Regions from separate parts of the Hordeum vulgare genome. Here region 1 is linked to region 2. The links are chromatin contacts, called in public Hi-C maps. All regions are on one chromosome and are shown on one strand. The core of a region is the stretch at or near the end of the contact, and the rest is flanking DNA. Distances in the headings are between cores, read along the strand shown. Region 1 has its middle 15 kb from the start of LOC123395805. Region 2 holds the start of LOC123399336 (E3 ubiquitin-protein ligase UPL5).

Region 1 (7,516 bases), core at 2,350-4,849, 47 kb before region 2:
GATCGGATTTAAATTTTGTTCATAGAATTTAGAAATTGTTCATCATATTAAAAAAATTCTAATATTAAAAAAATGTTCGTCAAAATCTAAATTGGTGCGTAAGTTTTTTAAAATGTTCATCAAATTCAAAATTTGGACACAAACGTTTTCAAAAATGTTCATCGAATGCAAAATTTGTTAATCAAATAATTTTAAATGAGTGAAAGATGTTCTTGAGTAGAAAAATTCATCAAGTTCAAAAAATGTTCATCCATTAATTTTGAATTAGCGAGCATTTGTTTTGGAATGTATGCACATTTTTGAATACGAGAGACAAATAGGCGCGCGCCAGCGTAAATGGTCCTGGGCCAACAGCAAAAGACGAGTGTCATAAGCTGGTATTTGCTCCTCAAGTTTTTTTTTTGTTTTCTTACTTTTACTTATATTCTGAAATAATTTAAATATGTATAAAAAATTGGATTTACTTAAAATTTTAAAAACCATTGACCGCATATTTTTAAAATGTTACTACAGTATAGGAATATTGTTGGTGCAGTTTTTAAAGTATGTTCTTGTCATTCAAAAATATGTTCATGAAACTGAAAAATGTTCAAATAGTACAAAACAAATGTTCGTTACAGGGTTGTGATCCCAGAGATGCCCAACTTCTTTTTCAGGGAATGATGTATCTATCGACTGGATGGAATAGACAGCCTAGCAATCGATCACACACGACTGCATTGGTGCGGGTTCACGCTGACGTGAGCGTCCCTGGTTGACCAGATGAACACTGGAAAAAAGAATATCCATGTGTGTGTGCTGCTGCTAAATTGCTGGCTGTGTGTGCATGCGTGTGTGTGTCTTTAAGGGGAGTGTGTGTGCGCGTAATGCTGCTGCTAAATTACTTTGTAGTGGGATTATAAAAGGAGAGAGAGAAAGAGAACTATGTATAAAGGAATGTGTAGACATAGAGGAGAGTATAGTTTTATAGACCAAGTTTTATGAGAATGGACGTTTGGAGGCCGAGCTCCATGGAGCTTGAAATTTTTGAAAAAATCAAATTTCAATCTTTTTTGGTTTCAAAAGAATCTGAAAAAATATGCAAGTAAAGAAGGATGTTATGTGTATGTGTGTAGAGTTTAAGAATGAATTACCTTAAAATACGATCTGCACAAAATAGACAAATTCATGACCTGGGACTATAAATAGTATCATGTGTTAAAAAGCTGTGGATTTGTCTTTTCTGTACAGACCTCATTTGAACGTTTTTTTTCTAAAAATTTACATACATGTGTGTTACGCATTGACTTATCTCTGTATTTTCCTTAAAAATTTGAAATGTAAAAATATGAATTTTAATGTATTTTGGATTTCAAATTTAAAGGCCACCATAGAGGCCCAGCTCCAAAAAACAATTTCCGATGTTTTATTGTCTTTCACATTATCACACACAAATAAGTAGCGGTGTTGTGGGCCTAGCTCAGTTCAGGCACGGATCCAAGGGGGGAAGAGACCACCTCCCCCCCCCCAACGATCACGTTGCCCAGTGTTAACTATTAGGCAGATCGCAATTAGCGATTCCTTTTTGCTCGATCTGCCCCCCCCCCCCCATGTTTTTTTAGCGGATACAAAGTGAAGCTCCTAAGGGACCCATCCCCAGCCCATGTACAACTAAAACCTAGGAAAGTAAAAAGGGCCCACTGTCAAACGTGAAACCCAGTAGAAGCACGCACACAGCCCATTTGTTTCCTGACAGCTCGATCAATAGATTTGACCGCAGCATCACCCAGATCGTGGCTTCGTGCAATGTTTCTATCCATCATCCGCTTGAGTCTCCGCCTACAGCCGCCGGGAGAAATTTTCCCCTGCCTCCAAGCAAAGATCAGGGCTGATTGAGGTTTAGCATGACTGCATAGGTTCAGGTTAACCCTTACTCTATTGCTTCATCTCTTTCTTTTTATTTCGTTTAAATCTTTACGGCTGTACCATTAAAATCCTACAAGGATTACAAGTTAATTAGGAATTTCTTGATTGTTTAGTTATGTTTGTATGGATATGAAGAGGAAGAGAACACTGAAAAGGAGTTGCTTATGTGCTATTTACGTCCAAAGCTTGAGGCCTGCAATCCCCAATCTATCATATCACGGTCACCCAACATATACAGGATTAGGGAAAGCACCACCACCAAGAACGACCAGGGATCTGACGACGTACCACATCCTATAATATTCCTATATGATAAGTCCACTGTCACAATTATCCTTAGATTCAAATCGTAGTTTTTTTTGTCTAAAAGTTCTAGTACTATTTGATTTGGAATCACGTAGTTCTAGTACCATACACTAAAATTTTCTATATAGCTAACTTGAGAAGCATTTTGTATTGAAAAAAATTAAAAAAATCTAGTACTTTTGTAGTGTTTACACCAGTGAAAGCATGAGTTCAGACTTATGCCTTTTGCACACTTTTAAATTGTGGAACTCGCCCCCCCCTATACCAAATTCCTGGCTCCGTCCCTGGCTCAGTTACTACATCTGCAGATATAGGAGTTAGCAAATACTTCTTCCGTAAATTAATAGAAAAGCATTTAAAATACTATTTTAATAATCTAAACAGTCTTATTTTAGTTTATAGAGGGAGTACTTATTTATTTGTGTCGTTTTTATTTAAGCTGTGGCGAGCTTGGATTGGGAAGATCGAGAGGCTGACTGGCTGAGCTACTCGATGAAGGAAGAACGCAGTAAAAAAAGGAGTTGCCAATACCATCTCATGTGTATGTCCTCACTGAAATGGAAGACTATTTATTATAGATGAATAAGAAAAACTACAGAGAGCACCACCACACTAGAAGACATGCCGGCAAAAGTTTTGGGCTCAAAAATTCTCGCAAGTTTTTTTAACTCTATTTTATCCATACATCCTGACTTTTACATTTTACACATTCGATTATTCCTTTGCAACGCACATGCATATGCTAGTTTAAAAAAATATAAGAAAAGCTATTGTAGTCGGTCTGCTACAAAATTTATCCAGCTACAGTATTCTAATAGTTGTTGTAGTCGGTCCGCTACCAAAAAATATAAGACAAATTTATCCAGCTACAATATTGTTGTCATGGTCGGTCCAATCAAAGCAGGGGATGTATCTGGTGTACCGGGGCAATTGGTGCTACCGGTGCACCAGACCATCATTACACATTTTAAGATGTTTGAAAAGTTTCGAAAAAAATCAATGCATCTACATAACATCATTGTATGTTGTCACAAAAAAATCAAATCAAAATTATTAACATTGCTCAAGATATAAAAATGACAAATTCGGCATCAATGTACTAATGGGCCAAACCTGGAGCCCAACTTGTGTTATGTATTATTTAGTATCGAATTTGTTATTTTTCTATCTCAAGTGATGTTTCGAATATTGTTTTGAATTTTGTGACAGCGTATATTAATGTTGTGTCAATGCATTAAATTTTTGTTGGATTTTTTCGAATATTTTAAAATATGTAACGGTGGTCTGGTGCACCGGTAGCACCAGTTGCACCGGTTCACCGGACACAGTCCCGAGCAGAGCATCCTGTGTGGGAGTCGGACGGTACGCCGTGGTGAATCTTTCTTTTGCATGTAGCGAGTCGACAGGCGTGCGCAGGCCTAAGTGGGCCAGACCCATCATCATGAAACTTGCGTCCCAAGCTGTGTGTTTTGTTCTTCATGTTTTTTTTATTTCTTACTTTTGTTTATATTCTGAAATGATTTAAGTTTGTACAGAAAATTGATGACTTTACTTAAAGTTTTAAAAATCATTGACCCTATCTTTAATAAAAGGTTACTACAATATAAAAATGATGTTCACCTAGTTTTTAAGATATGTTTGTATCTTTCAAAAATATGTTCATGAAATAGGAAAAATGTTCAAGTAGTACAAATAATTGTCCATTACATTTATCAAATCTCTCCCTAATAATAAAGTACGCAGTGCTTCTTCCGTCTGTCATGGTCGTTTTGCAAAAAAAAACTTGAAGTTTCCCAAAATCAACCCACAGTCCAGATTTAAGTGAGAGATGAATCGTTTTTTTCGTTTTTACAGGAAACCCCATGTGCTTTTTCGAAATCAACCCGCAGTACATAACACAGTGAGAGAACGAATCGTTTTCTGAATTTTTTGTAGAAACCTCCTTTAGTTTCATAAAATAAACCCGCAGTACATACTTGAGTAAAAAAAACCAATCATTTTCCGTATGTTTTCGAAAACACTCCTACAATTTTAAATTAATTAATCTGTAGTTAAATTATAAGTGCAAAATACTTTAAAAAAATATATCTTTTAAACAGTAACTCCAATTTTACATTATTATATATGAAATTTTATTAGAAAAATATGTAAAATCTGAATATAATGTTAGTTTATCTATTAATTTTTTAAAATTCTGTTTATAATGTAGTTTAAATCAATAGTGATGCGCACAATTTAAATATAATATAATTTTATTTATTTAATAATTTTTAAATAATATTTATGCTGTAATTTTAATCAATAGCGTACAATCCATTTTTCATAACGAGGCCGATCCATGTTGTTAATTAATCCGTGGTCCAATTATAATTAACAAATACTATAAACAATTATATCTTCTAAACTGTAACTCTAATTTTAAATTATTACATATGAACTTTCATTCAAAAAATGTGTTGAATCGAAATCTAATATATCTTACCTATTTAATTTTTAAATTTCTAGTTATAATGTAATTTGAATCTATAGTGATGTGTATAATCTAAATATGATGTTATTTTACTTATTTAACATTCTTTAAATTCTATTTATGCAGTAAGTTTAAATAAAGATCTCAAGTCATGATTATTAGGTTAAGACGTGTTGTATGGTTTGCTTCCATTGCAACGCACGGGCTCTTTTGCTAGTGTTTATAAAATGTAAGAAAGCACGTAATATTAGTACCATTCAAAACAACGTTCGTGATATTTGAAATAAATATTCATGTGGTCCAAAAATATGTTTGCTATATTTCTAAAACATGATATTCAATGTAAGGAAGAATATTCACGTAGTTTTAAAAACAGTTTCATACCATTCAAAAAGCTGGTAAGCGTATACTTGAAAAATGTTTAACATATATTCAAAAATAATAATTCATTATGTATTTGAAAGATCTTTACCATCTAACAATAAATCTTCCACATGTATACAGAAAATGTACAACATGTATGAAAAAAAGGTCAGCGTGTCTTTGGAAATTTAATATTGAAAAAGAAAAAAATCACACTGGCTGTTTCACGCGAAGAAACACATAAATTTAAAAAAAGCTCACAAAAACATAGAAAAAACATGCAAAACCCCAAAAATAAAACTGAAAAACACAAGCAAGAGCTCCACATATACCTACCTCTATTCCTGCCCCGTCTCTTAACTTTGCGAGATCCGCTATGTTAGCACCCCTGCACACTCAAAATTGACAGGATTCTCGTTCGAATGAGATGACAGGTTTATGTGGGCTCCGATGGCGATGCCTAGAGGATATCCTCACCTCCAATAGGGGGGCTAGTTGAACTTTTTATCTCGTTTATTGCAAGACACAAGATCTCCTCATCTCCAACGCCTAGTTAGATGGGCTAGGCCATCCCACGAGTCAGGCATGCATCTGGCCGGATCTAACGCATCTACATACATTTTCCTCTCAATTATTTTCATTCTTAATATTTTTTATAAATTATATAAAAAATATATATTAAAAATGCTAATATTTATTTACAAATTTGTCCACCCATCTTAAAAAAATAACATTTAATAAATGTTCATGCATTTATAAAAATGTTCGTATCATTCCACAAAAAAGTGAATTTTATGCCATTGTCCATGAAATTTAAAAAAGTGAACTATGTTTGATACTTTCTAAAAATACAATGTCATATAAATCATGCCCGTTCCTTATAAAAAATAGTGCATATGCTTTAGGAATGTCTCGTGGAAAATATAATTTTAAAGAATGGATTATAATAATGCTAAAATTTTATTTTAGAAAATTTCAACGTGTATATGAAAAATGTTCAACATGTATTAGAAATACTCAATGCGTGTTTAATAATATTAGATGTTCAACTTTTGTAAGTGTTATGTGTATTTAAAAATAATATTCATGAAAAGTACAAACTTGTTAGTAGAAGTTTCTAAGAATGCTCATGGCATACAAAATAAAATACATGTGCCATTTTAAATATATATTCATAACACTTAAATGTTTTAAAATTAAAATAAATGATTGCACAATCATTTTAAAAAACATCATGACATGTAAAAAATGTCAGTACACTAAAACTGGAAAGATTAAAAATAGAATTCATGAATTCGAAAAAGAATGGAAAAATAAAAATAAAAAAGAAAATTGAACCCACAAATGGATTAAAAAAAGATTGGAAAAAAGAAATAAAAAACAGTTCGAAATTCCCAAAACCTATGCATACTTTAAGGTAGAATCTTCGAAGACCACTTGCACAGGAATATAAATTTACAGGTTCACGGAAAGAACCAACCGCCTTCCTTCAAAGTTCACGAATTAAAAAAAAGCCTTTTTTTTGAGAATACGTTTGCTGATATTTTTCCACGAAACTTAACCAGGAAGTAGATTGAACACGCAGGAATAATATCTTAAAATTTTAGTGTTTTTTTTTTAATTTCATGATTTGTTTTTAGAAGTAATCACTCATATATGGGAATGGAGCATCTCAAGTGCTTTATTTGTAAAACGGAGCAATGGCCTATTTCTAGAGCGCCCGGAGTGCTTCAATCCTCTTGGCGTGAGCATGTCTTTTCTTCATTTGTCAAAGCAACCACGTCCGCATGGTGGTGCCCTATCGGGACATCCAGTACTCCCAAAACTTTCCAGCACTTCATATACCTTTTCCCTTTTTATGCTCGCGCATCTGCGCCCTCCACTATTTAATCATTTCATGACAAGGCATTTTGATCTTCCACGGTGACAAGTACTGAGTTTTGTATTGATAAAAAAAAAAGTACTGAGTTTTGTATCTTGTGGAAGGCATCATCTCCACTTTGATGTCCACTGCACGCGTTGCTAAATTGTTCTGCGTTATATACGTACGCGGAAACTTCCTTGTGCCAGCATACAAAAATTGACGTTGAAGGAACTAAGTTGGTGATTGACACTAGGCGGATCTATTCCTCCAAAGAGAATTAATCCAAAACTTTGGAGTCCTATATGTAGTACAAAAAATAAAATCGTAAAAGTTGTACAAAAGTAGTAAAAACATCACGACTCTGACATGCCAAATCGTAAAAGTAGTACTCCCTCCGTTCCTAAATATAAATCTCTTAAGCGATTTTACTAGAGGACTACGTACGAAGCAAAATAATTGAATCTACACTTTAAAATATGTTTATATACATCCATATATAGTTTACTACTAAAATCTCTAGAAAGACTTATACTTAGAAACGGAGGGAGTACAAAAAGTCACTTTGGTGGACCGAAGCATTGGGGTCCTATATTCTAAATAGTGTTTAA
Region 2 (6,848 bases), core at 1,244-3,743:
CAACGAAGGCATACACATTCTAGTGGTTCGCCACCAATCATATTTGATATTTGGGAAAATTTATTTTATAGCCCTAGTTGTGTCCCACTCGGCACTTTTTCCCCTAGTTTTCAAAAACCCTCGGTTTTGTCCAAGTCCATTTGCTTCTCTTATAGTTTTCCCCTTCCATCACGTTTCCATCCAGTTAATGTCGTTTGACCGTGTGTTGACCATATGTGGACATTTTGGTAGACCATTTTGCCCCTGCTTCCTCAATCTCTTGAGGGACACTGCTAAGTGGGACCAATCAGTGACAAAACCATCTCTCTTTCTTCCAACTTGTGGGGCCCATAACTGAACAAATATGCCATGTTGTACACATTACAGTAATTTTGCATAACTTTTTCATGCAATAATTGACACACCATAAACTAATTAAAATAGCAGTAACACCAATCGATACTTAAGGTCGTTATCTCGAATATAAGTAAACATTAGTACAGTTTCTAGTTAAATATACTAGCTAATTACATTGGTCAAGTGTTAAAAAATTGCAGTACGTCAATGATTAGAGGATGCCCTTTGTAGTACGAGGATGAGCTCGCTGGAGCTCACCAAATCGACCTCGTTGGAGGAGAGAAGGAGGATGAGCTCGCTGGAGCTCACCAAATCCACCTCATTACAACACAGAAGGAGGATGAGCTCGCCGGAGCTCACCAAATCGACCTCGTCGAAGGAGAGAAGGAGGATGAGCTAGCCGGAGCTCACCAAATCCACCTCATCACAACATAGAAGGAGTATGCGCTCACTGGCGCCATTGGTGATGATTCCATGGCAGATCGCGTCGGATACCATGGCATGCACGTACCGTGGTGGAGCAGAGCTCGACCTTGGCCACCACCGTTGCGGCGTGGAAGGAGGCCTGAGGGAGGAGCGCCATCGTCCTCCCCCATGGATCTGGATCAAGAGATAGACCTCAATGGGCGGCGGCCTGGTGCCTTTGGTGTTGCCCCTTGCTCCTGCCGGGGAAGAGAAAAGGGGAGGGTGAGATCAACAGAGAGAAATCGAGAAAGAAAGGGAGAGGGAAGGAGGGGAGAAAGGAGCATAGGCAGGGCTGGGCTGGTGCTCTAGCTTCCGACCATCGCCGCTGTAGCCTCCAGTGGCCTCCCCCACTAACGAGATATGTGGTGCCGCCGTCGTCGGGAACCCTGCTGGCCTCTCCCGAGAATATCCCCGCAGTGGGGAGGCTCGTACCTCGTGCCGCCCCTACCTCTGCCCGGATCCGGCGTCGGCCGGCCAGATCCGGCCGCCCCCGCAGCCTCTCGTCAGCCTCCGCCCCTTCGGCCCTATCGTCGTGGCCATGGTGCCACCGCCCTGGCGTGGCCACCGACTGGGACGCCGACGTGGTTGGTCACGTCGTGGCCTGCTCGAACCGTGATGGCGAAGCACTGTGCGCGAGGAAGGGGATAGTATTTGAGAGAGAAGGGGAGGGCATCTGGACTAGGGTTTGACTCACGGGAGAGAAAAAAAGTGAAGAAGCAGGGGCAAAATAGTCCAACAAAAAGTCCACACACGGTCAAACGACACTAGGACGGAACCGTGACGAAAGAGTAAAAACATATGATGAGAAAAGTGGTTTGGACAAAAACGAGGTTTTTTCAAAACTAGGAGCAAACCTACCGAGTGTGACACAACTAAGGGCATGTAATTAATTATCCCTTGATATGTACCTTACGCCCACCATATTCTAAATTTTCAGTATAAGATTTGAGTCTGGGCATGGGAAGGCAAGGAAAGCTTTGATTTAATTAAGCTTTTGATAAGATTTGGTTTGATTTTGGTCTAGTAGAGAAAGGCAAGAAACGTTTTGATTTAGTTTAGATTTTGGTAAAATTTGGTTTGAGTTGATTGAGTTAATGCAGGAAAAAGACCAATGTAAGAGGGACGCCGATGAGGTAAGGTGAAGGTACCCATTCCCTTTACTAGTATACTCCCTTTGATTATATTGTTGATCAATACGGACTATAGACTGAGACGGATTGAAACGAGTGAATAGACACATTAAAACATGTTTTATATAGATCCGGTTTAGGACTGTAATACTTTCTCTGTCAAAATTACTTGTCATATAAATGTATAAAAATGAATGCATCTAAAAACTAAAATACATATAGATAAATTCATTTCTATGACAAATATTTTCCGACGATACTTGCCACACAAATATATAAAAATTGATGCGTGTAAAATTAAAACACATCTGGATACATTGATTTCTATAACAGGTATTTTCGGACGAAGGGAGTAACAATTTTAGCCGCAAACGATGGCTAGTGGCTAGGTTTGTTGTAGGTTTATGCAGGAGCGTGAGTCATTTGGAGACAAAAGAGGTCGAAAGAAGGGATGAAACGAAAGAGAAAAGGGAGAAGGAAAAGGCCAAGGGAAAACGCCGAGGGCGATCACCAAAGCGGACCGGGTGCAGAGGAGGTCTGACCCGAACAACAGAGCAGGGGAGAGTAGAAGGGAAGGGAACGGAACGGAAGAGAAGAGGGGTTGTTTACTCATATCATCATACACTCCCCCACAATTCCCCTCCCCTCTCCGCGTCGTCCTCCTTCCCCCAATTTCCGCTGAAAAACCCTCCCCGATTCCCCCCCGCCCTCCGATGGTCCTGATCTAAGCATGTACCGCCGCCACGCCAAGCGCCGCCGCGAAGCCCCCGATCATGCCCTCCCGGCCTCCTCCAAGGCGCCCGTCATGACCGCCGCCCACTCCGCCGCCTCCTCCTCCTCCGCCGCCGGCGGCGCGGCGGCGGGCGCCTCCTCCTCCTCCTCCTCCTCCTCCTCCCCCTTCTACGCGCCGCCCCCGCCCCCGCCCCGCCGCCTCCACTTCTTCGTGCGCGCCACCGACTCCAAGACCATCGCGATACACGCGGCGGCGGACGACACCGTCGCCGCCGTGCTCTCCCACCTCGCCGACTGCGGCTACGGCCGCGACCTGCGCCTCCTCTACGCCGGCCGCCAGCTCCAGCCGGAGGCCACCGTCGCCTCCCTCGGCCTCGCGCCCGACTCCACCCTCCACCTCGCCGCCCGCCTCCGCTCCACCCCGCACCCCAAGGCCTGGCAGCTCGCCTCCCACATCGCCGCCACCGCCGCCTCCGGGGTCGCCGGCGCCGACACCGCCCACTCCCTCGACGACCTCGTCAAGGAGTTCATCGCCTGCTGCGACCCCGGCAACCAGCAGAACCGCAACGATCGCAAGGCCAAGGGCGACGCCGGCAGCACCGAGCACCAGGCCCAGGAGTACCTCGACATCTTCCTCCAGTCCGGCGCCGCCATCGCGCTCGTTCGCCTCTACCTCTCGGATTTCACCTTCTCCCGCTCCTTCGCCGAGCGCGCCATCAGGTGCTTCCTCAGCACCGACCCTGCCACCCTGCCGCCTAATGTCATGCTCGTCACCGCGCCCGTGCTGCTCGAGTTCTGCCGCCTGCTTGCGCTCACCTCGGGCAATAAGGATTCCCTCTACAAGTCATGCCGGTACACACTTGCATCCGTGCTCTGCGTGCCACTCCCGGTGGTCCCTGCCTCCAAATCGCCTACCAAGGCCATCGAGCAGGTCCTCCCGTTTGCCAGAGAAATCGTTGAATTGGTCCTCAATGGACTTGGATCAGAGACCATGTTGGTGCCAAGGACAGACCTTGAGGAGCTCTCAAACTTCTTCAAAGTCTTGCGCCAGCAGGTACTCCTTTGGATGCCTGACGGCCCAATGCCAAAGAACATGTACAGCAGGGAGTGTAAGCGTACCGACACATGGGTGTGGGAGTTGCACGAAATGTCCATGAACCTGCTGAAAAGGGTGGATGAGTGTCTCAAGAGGTTGGAAATGGATCTTTCATCTTTCTCATCTGACACCAGGGGGGTCATAGAAAATCAACCCATCTGGGCCACCCGACTACATATCCTTGCCATATTGACAGAACTGGATTTCATCTCAGGGATATTCGAGGATGTTGCACACCACCTGCGGTTCGTGTTGCTGGCACACAATGCGCCTCTCAATGCGCTCGTGCGCTGTTCCAAGAGGAACGAGCATCTCCAGTGGCTCATGAAGCATAAGGATCTGCTCTGCTTCGAAGCAAGAAGGAATTTGGTCTTAATGTTGTTTTCTGAGGGGAAGGATGACTATGGGGAGCTGCATGAGATGTTGATCGACCGGTCTCGTTTACTGGATGAGTCCTTTGAGTACATCACACAGGCAAAACCCAGCGAGCTTCACAGTGGTCTGTTTATGGAGTTTAAGAATGAAGAGGCTACTGGTCCTGGTGTTCTGAGGGAGTGGTTCTGCATGGTGTCTCAAGCTCTGTTCAGCCCACAGCAAGTACTCTTCTTGCCTTGTCCTAATGATCAGCGGAGGTTCTACTTGAATGGAAGTAAGTTCTCTCGGTATTAACTTACCACTTTATATCCAGTTCTATACTTATATTGGTAATTTGGTACGGCATTTTGACTGAACAACTCGGAAATCTGAATTGGATAAGCTGATGAGTGTACCTCGCTTGCTGACCCAGTTTTTTTTTTCTACATGTGTGGTATAATAAATAACTGCATATCTTCTTAGTGGGATATATAGGATCGGTTCATCTGAATCTTCTATGACACGGTGCATGTTTCTTCTTGAAACTCTCATATATATGATTGCCCACTACATACAGACTCTGCAACTGGTTTTGATGAATGTAGGTTCATTGCCCAGTAGTATAAGCTAACAAAAGAAAAATTGTAGTTTGCTCTATTGTCGGATGTTCTGCAAGTGGCACGTTCTTCTCAATTTAAAAGAACTAATGATTGCAAAATGCATTTGTTTTGATCAGTATGTTGAAACATCCACTTAGTATTTTGAAATGAATTTAACTGTTGAAGATCTGCAAATCATATGGCTGCTTATGGGGCTATACTTTCATTTGCACACAAATAAAGGATGGTTGTTTTATTAGTTACAGTGTGTACTTATAGTACTAGTTGGCAGGCACAATGTTACCAATCTAACATGCTCTACAAAACCAAAGCTGGGATATTGTAGTCTTGCCTTTACTTATCTGCTTGGTTGAGTATATTAAGCCTAAGGAGATGTTTCACTAACTTTTTGTGTGTCTATGCCTGTTACACACTCTGGTTATCATATGTATGTGCTGGTACAAGTTATTCTGAATACGGCACGCATGTTGGGTGTGAGGATGTCCATATAGGGGTTAGGCTGTAGGCATTTTTTTTTGTAAATTTGTTGTGGCTACCCTTTGTTTCTGTTTGCAATCCAAACAATGGCTTGTTCATAGCTCACAAGTAGCCTTTTTTAATATGCAATGAAGAGATACTTGGTCTAAAGAAAAATATGGTCGATTGAACTTTATTTTTATCTGCACAAGTTTAAAACTTGAGATAAAATCTATAATCCCTTTTATTCACATACCCTATTTGCTTTGATTAGTAGGCTGCAATTAAAAATCGTACCAAGAGGCAGATTATACATTCTGCTCTCCAGCTTGAACCTTGCACGGTGGCTCCCAGTGGTTCTGTTAGGAATACTCTATTACATGTTGATATCCATTTGAAATTGTGTGAAATAACACTAACCATATCAATTATTGCGGATCTGTCCCAAGTCTCTGAAAACTATTTTTTCATATGATTTACAAACTTCTTATATAGAGGAATGCTAAAGCGTTTGTAGTGAGTTAACTACCCTTTTGCCTAAATACAGTGATAATTTCACATTGCATTCGAACAAATATAAATTTGATAATCTGGTTAGCCTAGTACTCCCTCTGTAAAGAAATGACGGTCTTATATTTCTTTACAGAGGGAGTAGCAACCAAACTGTCTACCCTGTAGGCATATAGTAGCACATTTATTTTCAGAAAGGCAAAATACCACTTTATGCCTTCAACCTATTTCCATCTGGGTGATCAAGGAGTTAATGCTGCTGATGTGAGCTCCTCAGGCTGATTTGTTCAGTTTTTTTTTTTTTTACCCATAAACTACCCCTTTTAGCTTAGCTGACTTGGCCATTTTGCTTACATGGTTAACAATTGGCAGCACAAATACAGAGAGTTGTTAATATTGAATGCTAACTATTGCTCAAACTTTAAACATGTTTTTGAGATATTTCTTCTACCGATATTAGGTCTTTGTGTTCACACTTTTTCTGCTAAAGGACAGACCCAGTGCATAGAAGCTCCCACACAAGGTGGGGTTTGGGGAGGGATTATAGGAACCTAGTCTTACCCCTGTTACAGCGCAATGCAGAGAGGCTGGTTCGAACCCACTGCGCCAGTGGGGAGTACTTCACCACTGCGCCAGGCCTGCCCTCTACACTTTTTCTGCTAATTTACTGTTTTTTTGTGGAAACTTAGTTAATAACATTCAGAAGCCCCAATAAACCTTCTGAAAATTCAGATACTCATTTGCTCAAATAACGCCCATATAAAAGACGTAGTAGTTGTAAGGGTCTAACTAGATATTCTTTAGCAGTGGCTTAATTAGAGCAAAAACAAACAGTGGATGCTGTAATTACCAATCAGTTTTGGGGAGCTTAATTGCAGATACTGGACAGTTCATGGCTCAAATCAACAAATTGGTAGTTGGAGGAGGCTTTCTCTTTCTTTGGGCAGAAAGTTGGAAGAGCCTTGATTGACAAGCTGAAACAGTTAGGGGCTTATTGTGCAATTTTCCTTTTTGAAATAAACATCACATCAAACTATACTTAATTCTAGTTATTCGAGCAAATGAGCAATCTTCCGTCTTTTTTCTACTTAAATGTGGTTCTTATGCATTCAATATTGATGAGACAAGTTATCTGCGCAAACCAAACTG

What was found. Hi-C and Micro-C count contacts between places; a contact is called where the count stands out from the background.
Region 1: a contact with region 2 is called in a Hi-C map of leaf, with 2.0 times the contacts expected there. The contact joins the enhancer-like site here to the promoter of LOC123399336 in region 2. A contact is called at or near these places in 2 of 6 Hi-C or Micro-C datasets (both in leaf).

What each region holds. Positions count from the first base shown.
Region 1 is chr5H:476,304,209-476,311,724 of MorexV3_pseudomolecules_assembly, reverse strand. No RefSeq gene overlaps it. Among protein-coding and RNA genes, the nearest start is that of LOC123395805, 15 kb to the left of the region's middle. Within about 2 kb of position 3,599, at least 2 of the 3 cell types and tissues checked have open chromatin away from gene starts, as enhancers often do. A contact at or near this core is called in leaf, where this site is marked.
Region 2 is chr5H:476,256,318-476,263,165 of MorexV3_pseudomolecules_assembly, reverse strand. It overlaps LOC123399336 (E3 ubiquitin-protein ligase UPL5), which reads left to right and starts at 2,493. Exons shown (of 3, transcript XM_045093753.1): 1 at 2,493-4,408. The coding sequence starts at 2,662.